5 separate regions of the Mus musculus genome follow, and all the other regions are linked to region 1. Evidence: chromatin contacts called from public Hi-C, HiChIP or PLAC-seq and promoter capture Hi-C data. All regions are on one chromosome and are shown on one strand. The core of a region is the stretch at or near the end of the contact, and the rest is flanking DNA. Distances in the headings are between cores, read along the strand shown. Region 1 holds the start of Sc5d (sterol-C5-desaturase). Region 2 holds the start of Hspa8 (heat shock protein 8). Region 3 holds the start of Crtam (cytotoxic and regulatory T cell molecule). Region 4 holds the start of 1700063D05Rik (RIKEN cDNA 1700063D05 gene). Region 5 holds the start of Ubash3b (ubiquitin associated and SH3 domain containing, B).

Region 1 (3,887 bases), core at 1,354-3,853:
TTTATTGTCAAGCCTACTTGATCAAACATGGCTAGCTTTCATTTTCCTCTCCTAGGCCATATTTTGGTAGGCACTTCCAGTTAAACGGCAACCATTTGTCTTGCCCATCCGTAAGTCAAGTACGGTGTTAGATCCCAGGCTCTCAGTAGGATGCCTCAGAGACGCAGCATACGCCAGCATCCCCCCTCAATACTGTCCTGTGCAGTAGTGACAGCAGCTACACCTTCACTGCCACCCACAGGCTGCCTTCAGACACTTCTGACCTTTTCACTTGGAAGTAAACCAAAAGTTGACAAAACAAAAGAACAAACAAACAAACAACAAAACATATCCAGAAGGCACAGGCAGGAATACCTGGTATGTGACCCAATAAACAATGGTTGTGTCTGTCACTTGGAGGCAGGATCTACCATCAGATAAGGGCGAGGACTGAACCTATGAGGAAAGAAAAAACTGTTTGGATCTCAGGGCTTCCAGGCTTTGACACAACGACTGCTCCTGACACAACGACTGCTCCTGTACTAAGTAAACTTTTACAGGCACGAAGTGGTAACCTAGTGCAGGTTGTTCAACTGCCCCCACAGGTACCAAACTGCTTCGTGCATCCTCAAACAATGGAAGACAGTGTCAATCTCTCCACAACCCCTGGAGTACCTTCAACGCATCAGGGAAGAAAAGGTTATCTTGGTGCTGACTCCATAGTCAGCTTGAGTGCTACTGAGCACAGCTTCATATATTTGTACCACATGACACGACACTTTTCCCGTGAAGGCTCTGCGTCTCCATCCTTTGGTCGCTTTCCCCTGGGATTTTTCAGTTTCTTCATTAAAAACCTTTCCTACCCCTGCCCTTCTCCCTGAAGCTCATTACTCAGGCCACACTCCCTCTACAGCTTCCCAAACAGCCGAAACCAGAGGTTTGCAGCATCGGCCACAGCTGGGAGGTGTTTGCTAAGGAACTTAGCCTGTTGCTTATGGAATGAGCCACACATGTTTTCTCTCATCCTGAAAAACTTAAATTACATTAAATGTCAGGTGCTCATTTCCCCATCATATATGCCACTCACAATTCAAAAAAAGCAATTCAACCAGCATCAAGTGCTAGACAGTGAGAAACACCCACATGGCCATACCAAATTGTATGTAAATTGTAAAGGTGCAACCCCTTAAAGTCAAAGACAGCTCATGGACTCTAAGATAATTAGGCATTATTGCTTGAAATGTAAGTTTACGTTAAATAGTATACTGCTTTGGCAGAAAAAAAACCCACAATTTTTGACTTTAAAACATGGTTATCAATTAAATGGGCCTGGGGTATAATTCAGGGATATTCCTTTGGTGTAGTATGTCCAAAGCCTTGGTTCCTATCCCAGCATCAGATAAATAAGTAAACATATATAAATCCACTATTATACTTAAATGACTTAAAACTATTATATTTTTCTTAACTGAAAAAAGTACAGGAACAATAACTAGCCATTTATATATTTAAAAAATACTACATATTATTTTAAGCACTCCACCCCTCCCCCCTTTGGCTATGTGGCCTGGAACTTGCATTCTCCTGCTTCAGTCTCCAAAGCTCTTGGATGCTCTGCAGTACCTCTCATCCGGCCTTTACACATCTGGAGGAGTGATGGAGAGATTCTCCCATCTAATTCTCACAAGTCTATAACGTGTGTCCGCGTATAATCTTAATAAACAGGACAGTGAAGGCGCAATGCCTTAAACAGCTTTGTTCTGTAAGGAGCAGTCGATGTGTAAAGCCTACACAAAAAGTTCTACACAGCATTACTTCCCTAGAGTCACAAATACAGATGGGGAATTCTGAGTTCTCCACGTTCATTATATTACAGGATGAATGCAAAAGTCCGTAAGACAGTAAGGGTCAGAAGGTAAGCACTTTAACACAACTAATGAAAATGCAAACTCAACTAACACAAAATAGTCAAATAACTTCGCTGCCGCCGAGATATTGTTTCCACTTGTACCACCTCCCAATTTACTCGGCAATAAGAAGGGATGCCAGTATGAGTGACTTCTTAACGATGCTTAAAGTGTGCACGCTACAGCGTATGGTCTTCAGAAAGGCAGGGAGTGACGGCCCACCACCCTCCCTAGGCCTCAATCGGACGCTGGTTCGCAACCTGGTACCTTCTCCAGGAAGTGCCGGTGGCAAAGCAAATCACCAGCTTTTCCCACCTCACCCTGGATGTGGGGTTCACAGTAGGCAGGCAACCTCTAGCACTGGCAGGGACCCAGCTTTACCGGGCCAGGGTCCTTCCCCGCTCCCATATAACCTTATCCCCATCGCAGGCCCCGGGGACCAAGGTGTCCGCCAGGCCAGACCCCCACCCCCACCCCCACCCCCCCATGCCACCTGCGCTTTAGCAGGGACGGCCACACGGGTGCGGCGGATGCCGTACCGGCGCCGGGCACCCGGGGATCCTCGCGACCGCCCGCGGGTCCTCCCACTCGCGGCTGTCCAGCTGCCAGCGCACGGAACCTACCTGCCAGGCCCAGCAGCTCCGTCAGCCGCGGCTTTACAGCCAGCGGAGAGTACGAGCCAGAGCGCCCGAGACACCGCCCGCTCAGCAGAGCCCCGCCCATGTGCAGGCAGCCGGCCAATCAGCAGCCGGCGCAATAAGCTGATGTGACGGCGGATCGCGCGACCTGGACCGGCGCGGTCGCGGCGGTCACGTGGTCGCCGCGTAGGCGTCCCGCGCTCCCCACGCCTCCCCGCACCCCCGAACCAGGTCCAGCACTCTGCCGGGACTATCCAGGCGCTTCATGATGCTGCTACGGGGCGGACGAAGCTTGCTTTCCTTCCCACTTTCTTCCCGCCCAGAAAGTTGACTAGAATCGTGCAAAGGACCCGGGATGAATGCAAAATGACAGCCTGAAGTAGGATTAATGACGCTTCCTTTGATGTTAATGGTGGAGTCTTTTGTCCCATTTTTGTGACTCAAACGTTCATCAATCCGCAGTTATTTGTCACTTCCCTGCAAGTCCTCTTATGCAGCGTTAAAATATGTAAATCGAAAGTTATGTGTAGCAGAGTAAATTTAAAAAGCAATTATTAATAGCGATAAAAATAGAGAAAGAGGTTATGATCTGGCCCAACTGGTTTACATAGGTAAAGATAGGGGTGGGGGAGGTGAACTTAAAGATCAAATTGGCTAATTATGACTCGGGAATGTAGACAGCAGCCCATTCTATAAAATACAAGAGCTCCCTAAGGTGAGCAGTAGGGATCAGCAGTATTGGCCAAAATGAAAAGAACCTAAGAAGAAGAAAGGCCCAAAAGACTAGTACTTCAGAGTTACTTCAGAGAGGATTGACCTGTCGTCTGTTTCTGGTATCAGGGTCCTACCAATTGATTAGTTTTGTTTTGTTTTTTTGTTTTGGTTAGAAGGAGCCAGGCATTTCAAAAGCCAGTTTGATTAAGTGATATATTGAGCATGAGAGACAGTTCTGGCCAGATCTGATCTTCCAGAGCTCTGAGGCAAAAGCCTAGTCCAAAATGACTCTATAAATTACACTTAACAAAGTGTGTTTGCCAGTGTTCTCTGGAGGAACAGAACTGATAAGATGAATACATACATAAAAAATTTATGAAACTAGCTTAAAGTAATAACAGTTGTCTCACCCCAGAAGAACTAAACCCCTAGTAGCTGTTCCATCCACGAGGCTGGTTACCTTGCCAGCCAGAGTAGTCCTATAATGGCTGTCTCACATTGGAAAAATGAACAGCCTGGTAGAGCGTCTGTCTACCAGGCTCAGTGCCACAGCAGTTCCTGTATACCTGGAGAGTCCCTGGCCTTCAGCCAACAATGGAAGTTTGGAAATAATAGTTTGGGTTTCACCAAAGACAGCAGCAGCAAGCAA
Region 2 (4,328 bases), core at 1,358-3,857, 1.5 Mb before region 1:
ACCGGCATTCTCTGCAGAGGGAAGCTGAGACTGCACTAATCTACAACCCCCTGTCTTGCAGGGCCTCAAATGTCCCCTCCTCCTTTTCTGTCTCTTGATAAGTGAGATTATAGGTTGGCTCCTGAGATGCCTCGGCTGGAATGGTCATCTGATAAAGTGAAGCCTGGGGCCACTAAGACTCACTAGAAGCCGGGCATGGTGACCCACGCCTTTAATTCCAGCACTTGGGAGGCAGAGGCAGGCCAATTCCTAAATTCCAGACCAGCCTGGTCTACAAAGTGAGTTCCAGGACAGCCAGGGCTACACAGAGAAACCCTGTCTCAAAAAACAAAAACAAAACCAAACAAACAAAAAGACTTCACTAGAGTTAGTCAAGTCTTTTCCCTGTAGATGGGGTTTCTGGTGAGATTCCTGGAAGCTTGCAGGCTCATGGCTGGGAAGGTAGAAGGGTACTAAGGAGTTGTTAATTTGCTGGAATTCTTATTTTTCCACTGGCAAGAGGCTTCAACTGGATTGCCAGGCAAGGGGCCTGCTCTCTCCTTCTCCTACCCTCAGCATTTCCTGTCTCCCCATGCTGCCTCAGTTTGACTTCTTTTGAGACGGGGTTTCACTGAGTTGCTCAGGCAAGCCTTTGTTTGGGCAGGGCAGGGCAGGCAGGCCTTGTTTTAGACTCTGGAGTCGCAAGGGTCACAGGCCTGAACCACCCACCTCCCATCCCAGAATGTAAGCTTGTGAAACAGACTCCGGCTCTAAATTTTTAAAAATTTACTTACAGACTGACAGTCTCATATATCCTAACTTCTGTCTAGCAAAACTTTTGATCCTTCTCCTCAGTGCTAACTAAAAGCTCGAACCACCACACCTTAGCTTAAAGAAAAAAGAAAAAAGTGGAGAGGGTGATTCCAAGAAAAAACAGTTGTGTCTATTCCTATAAGTAATGTCTCTGTGTCTCACTTTCCCTCAGGTTTCTAATATGGGGTACTACATACCTTAGAAAAGTGTTTTGATATTTATAGAGAGCACTTTACATGTTATGTACACTTTAGGTTAGCAAAAAGCATTGTATTAAAACGATCTTCTTGAACTGCAACAGAGTTACATCCTTGTACATCCTCCCATGAACTCCAAGCCAACATTCCTCCCGAGATGCAAATACCAAAGAAAAAATTTATTTATGACTGTCTTAGTGATTACTAGCTTTTGACAAGGACAAAGAGTCCCCGGTCTTCCGCTAGCCTTCCTCACGTGGTCTGGAGACCTTCCAATTTAAACGCCACAACAGTATTCTTTAAAAAATAAAAAGACAACCTATCTAACTAATAAAGAGCTGCACTCCCTGCCTATTTGAAAGGACGCGTGGAAAGTGCTAGAGAGCCGGGTGTGACGAGGCCCGGAACGCCCAGCCTCCAGGCACTGCGGTTTCAGAGTCTAAGCACTCGCTCCGGCCATTGGCTCAGTCACGTTTTCAAGGACTCAGCGCGGCCGGGCGTTTAATTTTTGGTAAAAGTCAAGTCAGGAGAGACATTACCTCATGTTACTGAAAATAAAAAGGTCGCGATCACTCTATCAAGGACACGGGGCTGCCGGAAACCAGGAATGCCAGTGCCTAGCTCACCCACAAAGGGACAAAAAACATTTATCTTTCGTACATTTATTCCATTAACTGATGAGTCTGGTGGAGCAGAGAGGGGACAGAGGTCACGCTGTCCCCTGTGGGACAGCGGAGGTGGGGAGGGGCGTTCGGCTCAGGGGTAAGCAGAGAGGACTGGGCCATTTCTTTGATAGAGGATCACAAACGATCCTGGGGACATGTGGCGAGCCAGGCAGATCGAGCCTCCGCACTGGGGGGGGGGGGAATCGAGGTGTCCCATTTTGTGGGGGGTGAGGGGTGGGGAAAGCCAGCGAGATAGCGCGGCGGCTTAGCCTCCCACAAGCTGGCAGCACGAAACAAGAAGCCTAGCAGTGCTCCTTAGTCTCAGGCTGGGGTGGACCAAGCCCGAGGCCGGGAAACCGCCGGGCTCAGGGAGAAGGACCGAGGGTCGTGTGGGGGAGGGGCGCAACAACCTTCGCAGCCATTTTGTCCTCGCCCCACTTCCGTCTTCTCTTCCCGGACTCCCCCTCCCTCAGGCTCTTCTCTCAGGCAGCCCGGGGTCCCAAGAGGTAGGGATCCGGCCGAACGCTGCTCTCATTGGTCCGTCGCGGAGGTACCCGCCTTCCTCCCAGGGCATCCTTCCGCCCCCTCCCGCCTGCGCTGCCGGGTCGCGCACGCGCACTCGCCGGCGACCCTCTCCCCTCCCCCAGCAGCTCTGAGTGACAGAGGACTCCCGCGCGCGGGCTCCCGGCGCCCCGCCTTCTCCGCTCCCCCCGGGCCGTTCCCAGAGCGGGGGCGAGCGTGAAAGTTCCAGAACGCCGCGGTCGTGCGTCATCGCGAGGCGGGGCGGGGAGAAGGCGGGACCTAGGCGAGCGTTCTGGCTCTTCATTAGTGCAGTCGGCAAGGGCTGGTCGTCCATTGGCTAAGAAGCTATGATCGGCAGCGGGATGGGGCGGCACCCTTCTGGAAGGTTCTAAGACAGGGTATAAGAGAGAGGGAAGCGGGCGGAAACCGGTCTCATTGAACGCGGAGGCAGCTGCCTGGCATTTGTGTGGTCTCGTCGTCAGCGCAGCTGGGCCTACACACAAGGTGAGGCATGGGACTCGGGGGTTTGCGGGGGTCCGGGGTGGTGCAGGAGTCCCGGGGAGTCTCTTAGGCGGCGGCTGCAGCTCAGGCCGTCACCACCAGGGACAGAGACTGCAGCAGATCCGGAGGATGGGCTGAGTCAGGGCGGCGCCGCCATGGCCTTGTGGCTCCGCGTGGCGGGGGAGGGGAGCCACAGGCGCCCTGGTCTTTTTATCCTGTCTGTGACTTCAAATATAAGGCTTCTGCCCGGCGCCCACAGGGCAGGGCCCCCCGAGGTGGGAAAGGGGGATCCTGGCTCCCGCGGTGCGCGGTCCGGGTGGGGGGGGTTCGGGGGGCGCTCGGAGGTGGCCACGTGCTCCACCATTGTCGCAGACCTTTAGGACAGATGGTTCCTTGAGCCTTGGGCGGGCTGTGCCAGGCTTGGCACAGACCACCTATACTGCAGCACTGCTGCCACGAGCCTGCCGCGTGGCTTCAGGTGATAGGTCTGGGTCACCAAGTCCAGACCCACTGCGGACTGGATAAAAGCCGGAAAGCGAGTGCTTAGCCCCCCTCCTTTTTTTTTCTAATAGCAACCATGTCTAAGGGACCTGCAGTTGGCATTGATCTCGGCACCACCTACTCCTGTGTGGGTGTCTTCCAGCATGGAAAGGTGGAAATTATTGCCAATGACCAGGGTAACCGCACCACGCCAAGCTATGTTGCTTTCACGGACACAGAGAGATTAATTGGGGATGCGGCCAAGAATCAGGTTGCAATGAACCCCACCAACACAGTTTTTGGTAAGTCGCCAGCATCTTTGTGCCACTAGCATGAGTAAAAGGGCTGGGGGGCAGGGCATTTGGAATGTAGAAACAGATCTGCCTTAATAACTGCAGCCTGAGATTGCAACTGTTTAAATATGACAATATAAGGCCACAAGATTTTAAATATGGGCCTTGGCTTCCTGCACTAGAGATTACGTCCATCTAGATGGGTGCTGCAGGTTTTTGTTTTCTGTTTTTTTGGTTTTTTTTTTTTTTGCAGTGATAGGCACTAAGGAGTGTGATGAGGTATGTTTAATATTTTACAGATGCCAAACGTCTGATCGGGCGTAGGTTTGATGATGCTGTTGTTCAGTCTGATATGAAGCACTGGCCCTTCATGGTGGTGAATGATGCAGGCAGGCCCAAGGTCCAAGTGGAATACAAAGGGGAGACAAAAAGTTTCTACCCAGAGGAAGTGTCCTCCATGGTTCTGACAAAGATGAAGGAAATTGCAGAAGCGTACCTCGGAAAGGTGGGTTTTTTTTTTAACAGGTGCCATTTGAGATGGGTGTTACCTTTATGTTTAATTCACACATTCTGATCGGGAATTTGCCAACCAAACAATTGTGCAATTCATTGTTTTTTAGACCGTTACCAACGCTGTGGTCACAGTGCCCGCTTACTTCAATGACTCTCAGCGACAGGCAACAAAAGATGCTGGAACTATTGCTGGCCTCAATGTACTTCGAATCATCAATGAACCAACTGCTGCTGCTATTGCTTACGGCTTAGATAAGAAGGTAGGCATTTCAAATCAAGTACAACTTTGTTAGGGTTAACTTGCCAGAAACAGGCCTGAGCTAAGAATGTCTTATTTGACAGGTCGGAGCTGAAAGGAATGTGCT
Region 3 (3,874 bases), core at 1,280-3,779, 1.3 Mb before region 1:
CAATATTGAATCTCTCAGAATGTCTAAGTCATTACAACTCTGAGTTTTTCATTCACCGGTAAGTTTCTGGGCTGGAGAGGTAGCTCGGCAGTTAAGAGAACACTGCTCTTGCAGAGGACCTTAGCCTGATTCCCAGCCCAGCATCAGGTGGCTCGTGTGACTCCAGCCCCAAGGGGATCTGATGGCTCTGGCCTCAGCAGGCACCAGCATACACACGCACACACTCCCACACAGACCTCTGTGTGTATACACATAATTAAAAGGGACAAAAGAAATACTTAAAACAGAATGTACTTTCTATGACATCCCAATGGTGCATGTGCGTGTACACACAGACACCCAGACACACACACACACACAGACACCCAGACACCCAGACACACACACACACACACACACACACACACAAATTGAAGGTTCCATGAGATCTAATATTTTACTGGGTTCTTCATAGGCTGATATTTACTTCCTCTTGACCTGTTGTGAAAGCCCATCAGGTTATTTAACTCCTCTAACCTCAGTGTTTCTCCTCTATAGACTGAAAGTACCAATATCTACCTTGGCATTTTCTCTAGGAATAAGTGTACTTAACAATTTGTCCAGCACTGTGCATGACTCGATAAATATTTTTTTCTCTCTCCATATAATCACAAGAGAGTTTCATATTCTCCTAGACTTGCTTAAGCTTGTCTTTTAGTTTTCTTATTTTTTTTGGAGGCAGGGTCCTGCTATGCTGCATTGCCTTTACGTAAATCCACTGTGTAGCTTAGACTGGTCTTGAACTCATGGTGGGCCTCCTGTTCTAAATGCTGATGTTCCAGATGTGCGCCGCCATCAGTTGCTCAGATTTGGTTCATCTTAAGATAGGGTTATTTTGCTGTTTATTTAAAAATCTCATGGGGCATTTTTTTTTTAAATATGGGAAAAGTTTGAAGGACGAAAAAAATTAAGGTCAGCTGAAGGTTTTAAATCTTGGAGTAACTGAAACTATACTCATTTTGGCCATCGAAAGGCACCCTGTCAGAATGCATTAGCTGCTCTTTAAGCCACTTACTGAAGAAACTAATGTCACTCTTTACCAAAACAGAATCCTTGTTAAGTGCCCCAGGGTACAGGGAACAGAAAGGAAGGCACTAAGTGACGTATAGAGCTCAGGGAATTGAAAAACCACGTAAAATAAAACAAAATCTTGCCGTCCCCCCCCCCCCCCGCCCCTCAAATCACATCCCTCAGCTGCCATTCTGAAATGAACGCAGATGAGAGGGGCAGGTGTGTGTCCTGACATAGAGCAGGAGAGTCACTATTTGGAAACAAACAAGCATTTGAAGCTGAACAGTGGCTCTGTACACGGTCCCTTTCTATACGTCGGACACAAGGACCATCAGAGACTTAGGACACCAGGAAATGATCCCTCACTCTTACCCCACACTCAGGTAGGAATAATTTTACCCAAGCTTAAAAGGTCACTGTATCTTTCTCTCATTTTCGTAATATGACAGTAGAATTAAGCTCCCAAAACCAAAGTATAGCAAAATGTGAAATAGAACTGATTTCTACAAAACAAGTAGCTTTCGGGGCCGGAGAGATGGCTCAGTGGTTAAGGGCACTCGCTGCTCCGGCAGAGGACTCCAGCTCATTCCCCGGCACCCACATGGCAGCTCCTGGCCATCTGGATAACTGCAGCTCCAAAGCCCCAACTCTCTCCTCTGAGCCCCTTGGACAGTGCACACACACGGCACACACACCTAAGCAGGCACAACACTCATACACATAGAATAATAAACACATGTTTAAAAGTAAAGAGTTTTTACTGGGTTCTTATTCCTCGGAACTAAATTAGAATTGATTAATACCTCATCACTTCCAAAGAGTGTGTAAATTTGAGATATTCTTATAATGAGCAGTTTGACAGGTCATTTCTTAACATCCTCATCTAAAGATGAAAAAAATTGAGTCGGATGGCGGTGGTGCACGCCTTTGATCCCAGTACTCAGGAAGTGGATCTCTGTGAGTTTGAGGCCAGCCTAATCTATAGAATGAGTTCCAGGATGGTCAGGGCTAAAAATGCAAAAACTGAATTTTAGAGAAATTAGGGTATTTGACAAAGACTTCTACATCAAAGACATTTTGGAATCTGAAATGAATGTCCTTCAACTGATAAACCTTCAAAAGATAGACTTAGGGCGCTGGTTTTATTTCATCACAACAGATTCCACAGATGCATGCCAGGCTGCCCCTACACCCTGAAGAGAGGTTCAATAAGAGACGGAGTAACTGCCCTTGGACGTGTGGGTTGAGCACAGCCAGAGAAGTATTAGCAAAGTTACCTGAGTTATCTTCCAGAGTACGACCTCCAAGAACACAGTTGGCTGACAGATAGGTTTAACAAAAAAGCCCATAAAGTCAGCTGAGCAAAAATATCCATTTACTCTAAGTCCTTACCTTGCACCGGCACCCAGAACAGCAAACTGAGGGCTCCCCACCACATGCTGGCTGTGCTGAACGGAGGGAGTCTCTGACAGCTTCCTGTGGGTTCTAAAGTACACACAGGCTTTTGAAGGGGGGGAGGCTGTAGCTCTGTGACCTTGCCTGTGTCACCTCCTCCACCTTCTCTGAGCCCCCTTTTAGTTAGCTGCCCCTAAAACACCTCCTGGTGGAACATCTTGGGGAACCACAGGTGTCCTATCCATTGTGGAGAGGTGTGAACGAGGTGTTGGTGACAAACACTGCTCAGCCACAAGTGGGTAGCCATGGCAAGTGATGACATGAGATTCTGGGGGAAGAGAGAGGGCAGGAGAGAGTAAATGTCTCTGTCTGGACATTGTTTTTAGCTTTTCTACTTTACTAAGCAAACAATAGCTAGGTAATTTTTGTCCAACCTTCTTGGATATTTTGTATTTCTGACTTGGACAACAATATCTAGTGGTTATTAGATGTATTGATTCATTCATTCACTTCGAAATCTTCCCATTTATCTACTTATCTGTCTTTCAGTCTACTTACTAATCTCCCCACCTGTGCACACTCCCTCTCCTCTCTATGCATCCAACATCTCTTACATGCCTCACTAAGATGATCAGACATGACACAAAAGTCCCTTCTCTGCTTGTTTGTTTTTAAGAAAAATGTGTTCGTTACGATGAGAGTTTAAAATATGCAAATAGACAATTTAGGTTCATTTCTCTCATTCACTGAGATAGACTATTTCATTTGGAGGAGGTTGTCATGAGTGACTGGACAGCTGAATAGACTCTCTTCTTGAGAAACATTCTTTTTTCGTAAAAAATAATTTTTGTATACATGAGTGTTGTGCCTGCATGTATGTCTGTGTACTTTGTGTGTTCTTGGTGCCCACAGAGACCAGGAGGAGGCATCAGACCCCCTGGAACTGGAGTTTCAGAGAGTTGTTACCTATCATTAGATGCTGGGAATAGAACCCAGGTCCTCTGGAAAAGCAGTCAATTCTCCTAGTCTCTGAGTCATCTCTCCAGCCCCAACACTACTCTTTACATTCTAAAGTCTAACATGATGCTTGACATAATTCTTCTAGAGCATTAAAGAAGATCTTACTGTTCTATTTAAAAATGGAATGTCCCTGGCTGGCTGTTGCATTTTAAACTAGGTCTGCAGCTGGTTTGTGTTGGTTGGGGAGCCTTTGGGTCATGGTGCTTAGCTGCTGTACATAGGCTAGTAGGAATGGGACATGGAGGTCACGGTCATCTCCAGTTCTGCCCTAGCTGTTTCCCTGATCTCCAAGATTGAAATGAACAGCGCTCTAGTTACCACACCACACACGAGTCTAGCTTTGATTGGCTGTGTGTCTGAAGCCATGAGCTGGTTACTCTAGCTGTAGGGAGATCTGATGTCCTCTTCT
Region 4 (4,016 bases), core at 825-3,324, 1.1 Mb before region 1:
AATTAACTCTGTAGTTCTCAATATGACCTCCCCGCAATAATGGAGATTGAGTATGGTAGATTTATTTAATCAGCCTTAGCACAATTACTGGGTGAATTACCCCTAATTTATTTTTCTATATTCTAGACTGGTTAATTCCCAACCGTTCTCCCCAAATAATTGCAGTTTGAGTCTTTCCCGTGTCACTTTTGCTCCATCATTGTCCTCAGTGGGCATTTCACTTGGCCGTGTGCTCCTGGTCCATTTTGACTAATGGACACTTCCTGTTCTCTCCATCTTCTTTCTCTTTCTCCTCCTTCCTCCTCTTCTCTCTCCTTGTGGTTCCAACCTGCGACTCTCTGCCTGGTAATCAAAACCCCGACTACCTCTATTCTCCCCAGAGAATCTCCTCAGCCATTTCTCTAACTAGTCAGAGAATAAAACAAAAGTTTACATATAAGCAAATAAGCAGAGTTTACAGAGCATCACTTGGTGGACATAAGGATCTGCTCATTGAGAGCAACCAGGTCTTGGGGGCCAGTATTTAGCATCTGAATACATAGCAGCACCAGACCAACCTGAACATCGTAACAGTGGAAGTACTGGATGGGGGCTGGAGAGATGGCTCAGTGGTTAAGAGCACTGACTGCTCTTCCGAAGGTCCTGAGTTCAAATCCCAGCAACCACATGGTGGCTCACAACCACCCGTAATGAGATCTGATGCCCTCTTCTGGTGTGTCTGAAGACAGCTACAGTGTACTTAGATATAATAATAAAATCTTAGAAAGAAAGAAAGAAAGAAAGAAAGAAAGAAAGAAAGAAAGAAAGAAAGAAAGAAAGAAAGAAAGAAAGAACTGGGTGATTCTAGGATAAGAAGCTTGGCTGTATGGGAAATGTAGTTGAAGATGAGCCTGGGGTTGAGATGGTGGAGCACTGCTTTCTCGGCTTCTGCTTCAGTCCCACCGGCAACATCTGTCCTTTTGATGATGGACAGTGACCTACAAGTTAAAATAAACCCTTTCCTCCCCAACTCATTTTTGGTCCTGGTGTCTATCACAGCAACAGAACGTTACGCAGAACACTGACTGGGACTCCAGTTGTCACTACACAGTAATATTGCAGGGTAACTTCAGGGTTAGCTGGTGCTGATATAGGGTAAGTCTGGCAAAGGTCTACAGCAAGCTCTGCAATCTGTGAGAAAGGAGTCTTGTACTAGTTGCTCCTTGTGTCTGAGGCCTAGTGGAACATGTAAGCCATACATGGTCTCGGGGTTGGTTTAGAGGACTCTTTGACCAAGAATAACAGCATTAGTGAGCTGACACAAAGGGATCCAGGGAATAATCTCTAAGAATGTGAGAAGCCAAGCAGGTGGGCACCGGCAAGACCCAAGATTTGGGTTCAAACTCTGCCCCCTTGTGGAGAACAGGCTTTATTGAGGGAGAGCTGGGGCAGGGATGGAGGCTGTGACTCTGGATGCGGGGGTGGGGGTGGGCTCAGGACACTGAAGCAGATTAGGGGCTAACACATTTACTATGATTGTTACTAGCACCATGGACAGACAGAGGGTGGCAGCAAGGCAGGGGCTTCTGAGAGAGTTCATGTCCCAGCATCAGGGATAAACAGCATAGTGGGGTCTCTGAAGAGAAGCAGAGCCCACTTGGTAGAATCCACTTCTTTCAGCTCTTGGGGATGTGGAAAGTTCACACCAAGAGCCTGCAGCCAGGCTGCTTGGTACCCAGGTAGGAGCCTGGGAAAGAGATGGTGAAAAGGATTGGCACAACTTTTGATATAAACTTACTTCCCAGGTGAGGTGCCTCAAGGAAAGCCCAGCTAGCTTAGAATTCACAAACAGTGTCCCAGCAGGGTGCCTGCCAGTGTCCCTGAATTGGCCTGAGCCAGGATGTAGTCTAACCTTACAGTCTTAAAGAGCTAAGCATCTGCTGTAGGAAATCCAGGGCCCAAGGACTCTTAGGAGTCCAGTCTAACGGCTTTTATTCTGTTTCCCTCAATGGCTGCATCATAGAGGAGTTTAGCTATCAGGCTGCACTGAAAATTCCAGATTCTGTGAGACTGGGTCACAATCAAGAAGGTCCTTAGTTGTAGTTTGTTGTCTTGCTTGGGTCCCTGCAGTTAAAACAAGATGCTCCTCCCTAGGTTATTATAAAACCCAGCAACTCGACCTCCCGTAAGGAGATCTGGGCTTTCAGAGGAGAAGCTGTGTTTCTATATGATGTCAATGTTTGAAGAGTTTGGACAGTGTTTGAGCTGAAGTGAGTTTAGGTTACAGGCTAATAACTCACTTTATGTACAGGAGGAAGAAATGGAGATGCCCGTCTATTTAGGCGGGGCTGTCCCAAGCGTGGAAGATGGGTGGAAGATGATTTGCATGAATGCTGGGTAGCATGGGCAGAGGAGCGATTTCCCAGCGTTGACTTAATCCTTGGTTTGTTTTTTATTTTCAGCCTTTTAACCCTGCTCTGCTCTTTATGAAACTGTGTGTCACAATGTTAGTCCACTCTGGCCTTAAACTTGATCCTTCAGCCCCAGCATCCCAAGTCCTGGGATTATAGTTAAGTTTCTCCACACCAGGCGTCCCAGTGATTTCAATAGATGAGCAAATTTGGGAGTCAATGAAATGGGAGAAAGACCCGTGTCATAAGGCATCGTAGAACGTCATTACTGCCGCCCCCGCGTCTAATTGCCGAGGACAAAGAGGGAGAGAGCTACTCAAGGTAGACATTGGAGAGAGCAGAGGGAGAGAATGACTGTATTAGGGATGTACAGTAGGGGGTGGGAGGGGCAACTGAGAAAAGGAGAACTCCAGAGATGCGATTCAAGGGAATTCTCTCCCTTCTGAGCAGAAGGTCCTGGGGTGCCCTAGCAGACAGCGGAGCATTAGAAAGGGCACAGCACTCCTGGACATTTTGCTGATGTTGTATAGCGACTGCATTGCAGGGCTGTCCTGGGAATATTTCTGTGCTGGAAATACGCCCCAGCCCCCGTTTGTTGTTGTTGTTTTATTTTGTAAATAACTAAGAGAAGAGAACTCCGTTGTTTTGCCAGATGGGATTCATTCGTTAGGTACAATTTATTCTTTTACTGTCACATAAACCCAATTCTAAGCATTCAGTCTGTGTGCAACTGTGACTGGGCCCTCCCCTAGAAAATTGTGCTGCTCTTGCTTAGAGAGAACATGTCTGCTTCCTTCTTCAAAGCTTTCCCTTGAACCCCAGGCTTCCAGCTGGAGGACCAGTGCCTGGGAGCTCTAGAGAGAAAACCCAAGGCTGCCCAGGATTCCTTCCGGAACGCGTCATTGTCAGGAAAAAGAGAGGGCCTTGATGTTAGACACAGACAACTCCTGGGGAGGCGGAGGTGAGGAGTTCTCACCGTGTCGCCAAAAGGACACACGGACTGTGAAGAGAGGATTTGATCCTTTGAGAGGATTTGTGGACCAGATGCTCCACAGGACTAAGTCTGGTTTATACAAGCCTGGAAATGAAGAGCTGCTGGCGCCACTGGGTGGCAGCGCTGAGCTCGTCGTTGCTTCTCTTTAAGGAGTTACGTCACTCTGTGCGTCCGCTTAAGACACACTCAGAACCGAAACTGCGCATGCCCACGTCTCGGTCAGGTGGTGGTGACGACCTTCGAAACGGCAAAAATGAGCCTTTAGGACTCCTTTGTCTTCTTTCTTCACAATGTCTAACCATCCCTCAGAATAGCTAGGTTATAGGGTTTCGTGCTATTAATATATAGCATAATTATAAAAAGTCACCCAAACAGCTACAGTAGAAAGTCATTTCTAGGAAGAGGTGTACAGTATCTTGGGTTGAAATATTCTTAGGGAGATTTAAAGAAGACTGGCTTTTTTTTTTTTTTGAAAGATTTACTGGGCGTTTTATGTAAGGCAAATGCGTAGACAGCAAAGGTAGCCTGTCAGGAAGTAACGACAGCGCTGCGCTGCCATCTAGTGGGCAAAGTGTTACCTGCAGTTTATAACAGAGCTTCCAAGTTACCATGAATTGCAAGCAAGCAAACAA
Region 5 (3,869 bases), core at 1,112-3,611, 1.1 Mb before region 1:
TCATAAAACAGGCATGGAATATGTCTTCACTAAGCTGGGTAATGTAAATAAAGTGTTTCCAAGCCTCAGTAGTATGTCGACAGTAATCTTGCTCTTGTGCGGTCTCAGGGATTAAAGAAGAATTAATCAAGCCATCATTTTAGTCTGTCATGACCGGAGCAAGGCCTCTGAGGACCACAGAAGGAAACAGACTGTTCCCTTAAAGCCCCGCTGAATATCAAATATGAACACATAAAGAGCCCACTGAACCACTTCTTCGTTTATTTAATCAATTTGGGTCCTTGATTCTGATCTCACCTCAGGAATGGCAGCTGCCTGGAACTAAGCAACTTCTACAGTACATTTGGACTCCGCTCTGGTTCTCAGGAGGCTCTAGATCGCCACCCATCCTCAGGGCCTTCCATGGAGGACCCCCACTTGGCACCCCATGCAAAACCCTTCATATCTTCTCCAGGTGTTGTAGTGTTTTGGAAGTCAGCAGAAAGCAGAGGTCTCGGTCCACTTTGTAGCCTTTCACGGAGCGGGCCAAACAGCACTGCAGCCTGTCTGAGCAGGTTGGCTAGGACGATGCATTCCTGAATAGGAGTCTTCTCTCCTTAGACCTCCCCCACGTTAGTAAGGAAACAAGGCTCCCAGTTAGGACACCTGGAGTTACCTCGTGAATGAAAGCCGAGGCAAGAACGAACTTACTGACTCGACCCTATCTGATTAAGTTCGCCCAACTCTTCAATTCTGGTGACGTAACTGAAAGAGAGAGCAGCACCTGCCACCATCCCGAACTTTGTGTCTCCACCGAGGAAATAAGCAAGCCAGGAATTAACCAGAGAAGGCGACGGCTTTCTATCAGGAGAGGTTCCAGCCCCTTGCCCTGGTGTGCACCGGCTCCAGAGAACTGTTGCAGGCTGTCGCTGGCAACCCTGCTCTTCCCAGAAGGCTACAGCTACAGCCACCTGTGCTCTCTTGCCCTTCACCTGCCCACCCTCGGAAAGGAAGGAGGAGGCAGGAGGGCAGCCCCCCCCCCAACCCCGCCCCATACTTTTGAGCACCCACAGCTTTCTGCGCTGCCGTCACCACTGACGAGAACCCTGGTCCCCTGGAGGAATCACTTCTTCCCATTCCATCCTCTCTTATCAATGAACACGCAGCGACACCCACGCTCCCGCTCCTCCCACTCCGGAGGGAGCCGGGAGCTCAAGAGCGACATCCGGAGCTGGAAGCCTCTGCAGCGGGGGCGCCGGCCACCCTGCCCCGCTGCCCCTCGCCTTTCGCCAGCCACCAGTAGACCGACCCCTAACCTCCGCTCCCAAACAGCTCACCACTCTGGATGGATAAGGGATCCAAGTCCTCCAAGGGACCCGCCTCTCCCGGGCTTAATATAAGAGACCTCTGGGGGAGCGCGCGCGAACCGCCCAGAGCTACCAGCGAAACCCGGGATTCGAACCTGATACCCCGGCCGTCCAGCATCCCCAAGCAATCCCCTAGCCCGACACTCCCGCCGCCAGCGCGCCCATCGTGTTCCCCTAAGCAGGTTTCAGGCAGCGCCAGGATGGCGAGCCGGAGCGAAGTCGAGGGTCGCGGGGCCCAGGCGGGTGACTTACGCGCGGGCGCGGGGAAAGCCCATGGACAGGAGCACGTCCAGCGCCGACCCATGCTTGACTGTGCCCGGGCGCTGCAGGCGGTCCCTGCGCGGGGTGACTTTGCTGTACAGCTCCTCGCGCGCGGCCATGCCGAGGGCTGGGGTCGCGGTGCCGAGTGCCCGCTCAGTGGCCGCCCATCGCCCGCGCGCCGGGGACTGGGGGTCCGGGGAGGACGGTGGGGGCGGTGCTCCCAGATCTCCGGGCGGAGACTGACGCTTCCTGGAGAGGCCACTGGAGCTCGGCGCGGGCCGGTGGCTGCTGCGGGTCCGACCTCAGCCCGCGGGGTCCCGGAGTCCCAGCGTTGCGCCGCTGCAGCCTTCTCTGTCCTCCGCCCCACCAGCTTCTCCTCCCCGAGCTGTCCGGGAATTTGCAATGAGTAATTTTTGAATGGATCAAAAAGGAAAAGCAGCCTTGTGGGCAGGCCCTGCCTTGCCTGCGCCGGGCCCCGCCCCTCTCTTAAAGCGCCCGCGCCGGCCCAAGCTGGGCTGGCTGGATTACAGCCAGCCATAGTAGGAATTGCTTCTAGACAGAAGGTCTCCAGAAGTAGGCCAGTGTGCTTGGATTCGCAGAGCCGTAGCTCTGCCCTTGGCTTGCATATCGATCCATCTGGGCCTCCGGGCTTCAGAATAGCCCATTTCACGTTTCATTTGATCATTGGCGAGGTCAGTAATGGAAACCCTCTGCACGGATGGAGGAGAGGTCCAGAAGGCTAAGCCATAAGACCCGGGAAAAGGTGTCACTTCAAATTGATCTCGCTAAAGTTACAAAGTTGTTACATCACTGTAGGCCGAGTACCTCACAGCCCTCAGTGACTGACTGGACAGCGACTTCTGGAAAAGGGCCTCTGATTCTTGGAAATGGAAGGACCTGAGAGGGCAAAGGCCAGGAAGGAAGGGAGAAGAGAAAGGGGAAGAAAAAAGGGAGGGGAAGCAGAGAAATGAAAGGCTAGGAGCTAGAAGGAGAAGGAACAGAGAAAGGACACTAATTATAGCACTTCCGAATGGAAAGAGCTGACTTTCATGAGTGAGTGCGCACCCTGTCTATAAAAGGGTTCTGAGTCGGGAGTCGGGATCCCTGCTGCATAGGAGCCACAAGTGAGCTCCCACCCCCACCCCAGTAGGACCAGCAACCTCCACCTCAAAGAACAGAAGTCATTACTGCTGTTGCCTGTTAAAGCTTGATCACCTGGAGACAAAGGCATTGTTCTCAATCAAGAACCAATCCCATTTGGTGTAATAGAAGAGGCACAGATCTTCTTTCGGGGTGGGGGGGTGGGGGCGGGGGGAGTGATGATGATGATGATGACGACAATGATAATACCTAATGTTTATTGGATCCATTTGTGTGCCCATGATTGTGCTGAGCATAATGGCTGAATTAACTCATGGGCCTTTTATGGCGCCCTTGAGGATGCCTACCTGTATAGCCTCGTTTTTTTAGAGATGAGAAAATTCAGCTCAGAGGGACAGAGGAAAACTGAAGAGCTCCAGCGTGAAGAGATGGAACTTTGACTCCCCGTGGTGCCCCGAACAGGTCACCTCTTCCCCCAAATGGGTTACCTCTACCCCCAACATCCTCGTAGTCCCATCTATACAGGGGTAGTCGGTAGCTCCAGATTCCCCAGGCACTAAAGCTCTTTCCTGCTTGCCTACTTAGAGTGCAGGGAAGGGGGAGGAGGGTGACCAAGATGGATAAAGCCCTCGCCATAGCTTTAAATGTTGCTTTATAAGGCACCCAAGAAAATGAAAGTTTAATCCCCTGACCTCCCATCCTCCACTGGTGTTTCTTCAGAGTATCCGTGGCATTTGGAAGTGGGAAGGTGAGACAGAGGAAGCCTGGGTAGGAATTTGCATATTTCTGCCTAGTGTTATGAAAGAGACCAAGGGCAATTCACATTTCCTAGGTGGGGGAGTTTCTTCTTCCCAGCAGAGGAAATGTCTAGCTAAGGCAGTGGTTGGAAGCAGCTTAGAAAACCATAATCCATAGACTAGCCTCCTTGGGATGTGTTCAGGAAAGTCTACTGGACAGTACCCAGCATTCTAAAGTCTTTTTTTTTTTTCAGATATCTGGGCTTGAGCCAGATGATCTGGATTTCAATCAAGAGAAAATACTGTCTATGGCAGCACTTTGTGCATCCAAAGCTGTGCACAGAACAGCGGCTCCAGTTTAGTGAGCCCTCACTAGATAATGGTGCTGTCCTTAGGGTTGTGCATGTGTGGCTCATTCTGTCTG

What was found. A called contact is a pair of places that touch in the nucleus more often than the background predicts. HiChIP or PLAC-seq counts read pairs in DNA pulled down with a chosen protein or histone mark. Capture Hi-C pulls out chosen DNA fragments and counts their contacts.
Region 2: a contact with region 1 is called in an H3K27ac HiChIP or PLAC-seq map of thymic regulatory T cells, with 9 times the contacts expected there. The contact joins the promoter of Hspa8 here to the promoter of Sc5d in region 1. A contact is called at or near these places in 1 of 39 promoter capture datasets (pre-B cells), 2 of 484 Hi-C or Micro-C datasets (B cells and CD4 T cells), 2 of 115 datasets of contacts at active chromatin or transcription factors (regulatory T cell precursor and thymic regulatory T cells) and 1 of 9 other capture datasets (adipose tissue).
Region 3: a contact with region 1 is called in a promoter capture Hi-C map of liver, with 3 times the contacts expected there. The contact joins the promoter of Crtam here to the promoter of Sc5d in region 1. A contact is called at or near these places in 1 of 39 promoter capture datasets (pre-B cells), 2 of 484 Hi-C or Micro-C datasets (CD8 T cells and regulatory T cells), 2 of 115 datasets of contacts at active chromatin or transcription factors (astrocytes and large pre-B cells) and 2 of 9 other capture datasets (liver and macrophages).
Region 4: a Hi-C map of regulatory T cells shows a contact between it and region 1, with 7 times the contacts expected there. The contact joins the promoter of 1700063D05Rik here to the promoter of Sc5d in region 1. A contact is called at or near these places in 4 of 39 promoter capture datasets (the 3T3-L1 cell line, embryonic stem cells, frontonasal cranial neural crest and 1 more), 1 of 15 datasets of contacts at CTCF or cohesin (large pre-B cells), 7 of 484 Hi-C or Micro-C datasets (CD4 T cells, CD8 T cells, cerebellar granule neurons and 4 more), 6 of 115 datasets of contacts at active chromatin or transcription factors (the NIH/3T3 cell line, Th17 cells, astrocytes and 3 more) and 1 of 9 other capture datasets (liver).
Region 5: a contact with region 1 is called in an H3K27ac HiChIP or PLAC-seq map of large pre-B cells, with 4 times the contacts expected there. The contact joins the promoter of Ubash3b here to the promoter of Sc5d in region 1. A contact is called at or near these places in 2 of 39 promoter capture datasets (hippocampal neurons and stem cell-derived epiblast-like cells), 2 of 115 datasets of contacts at active chromatin or transcription factors (large pre-B cells and thymic regulatory T cells) and 1 of 9 other capture datasets (liver).

Annotation. Positions count from the first base shown.
Region 1 is chr9:42,261,697-42,265,583 of GRCm38.p6, forward strand. It overlaps Sc5d (sterol-C5-desaturase), which reads right to left and starts at 2,604. Exons shown (of 6, transcript NM_172769.2): 1 at 2,510-2,604; 2 at 355-435.
Region 2 is chr9:40,798,669-40,802,996 of GRCm38.p6, forward strand. Hspa8 (heat shock protein 8) reads left to right here and starts at 2,608. Exons shown (of 9, transcript NM_031165.5): 1 at 2,608-2,680; 2 at 3,250-3,459; 3 at 3,750-3,955; 4 at 4,071-4,223; 5 at 4,306-4,328. The coding sequence starts at 3,255.
Region 3 is chr9:41,002,099-41,005,972 of GRCm38.p6, forward strand. It overlaps Crtam (cytotoxic and regulatory T cell molecule), which reads right to left and starts at 2,530. Exons shown (of 10, transcript NM_001281954.1): 1 at 2,443-2,530. The coding sequence starts at 2,488.
Region 4 is chr9:41,204,081-41,208,096 of GRCm38.p6, forward strand. It overlaps 1700063D05Rik (RIKEN cDNA 1700063D05 gene), which reads left to right and starts at 2,075. Exons shown (of 5, transcript NR_040392.1): 1 at 2,075-2,249.
Region 5 is chr9:41,155,701-41,159,569 of GRCm38.p6, forward strand. Ubash3b (ubiquitin associated and SH3 domain containing, B) reads right to left here and starts at 2,362. Exons shown (of 14, transcript NM_176860.6): 1 at 1,599-2,362. The coding sequence starts at 1,726. Gm35657 (a long non-coding RNA gene) reads left to right here and starts at 2,943. Exons shown (of 8, transcript XR_870644.1): 1 at 2,943-3,869.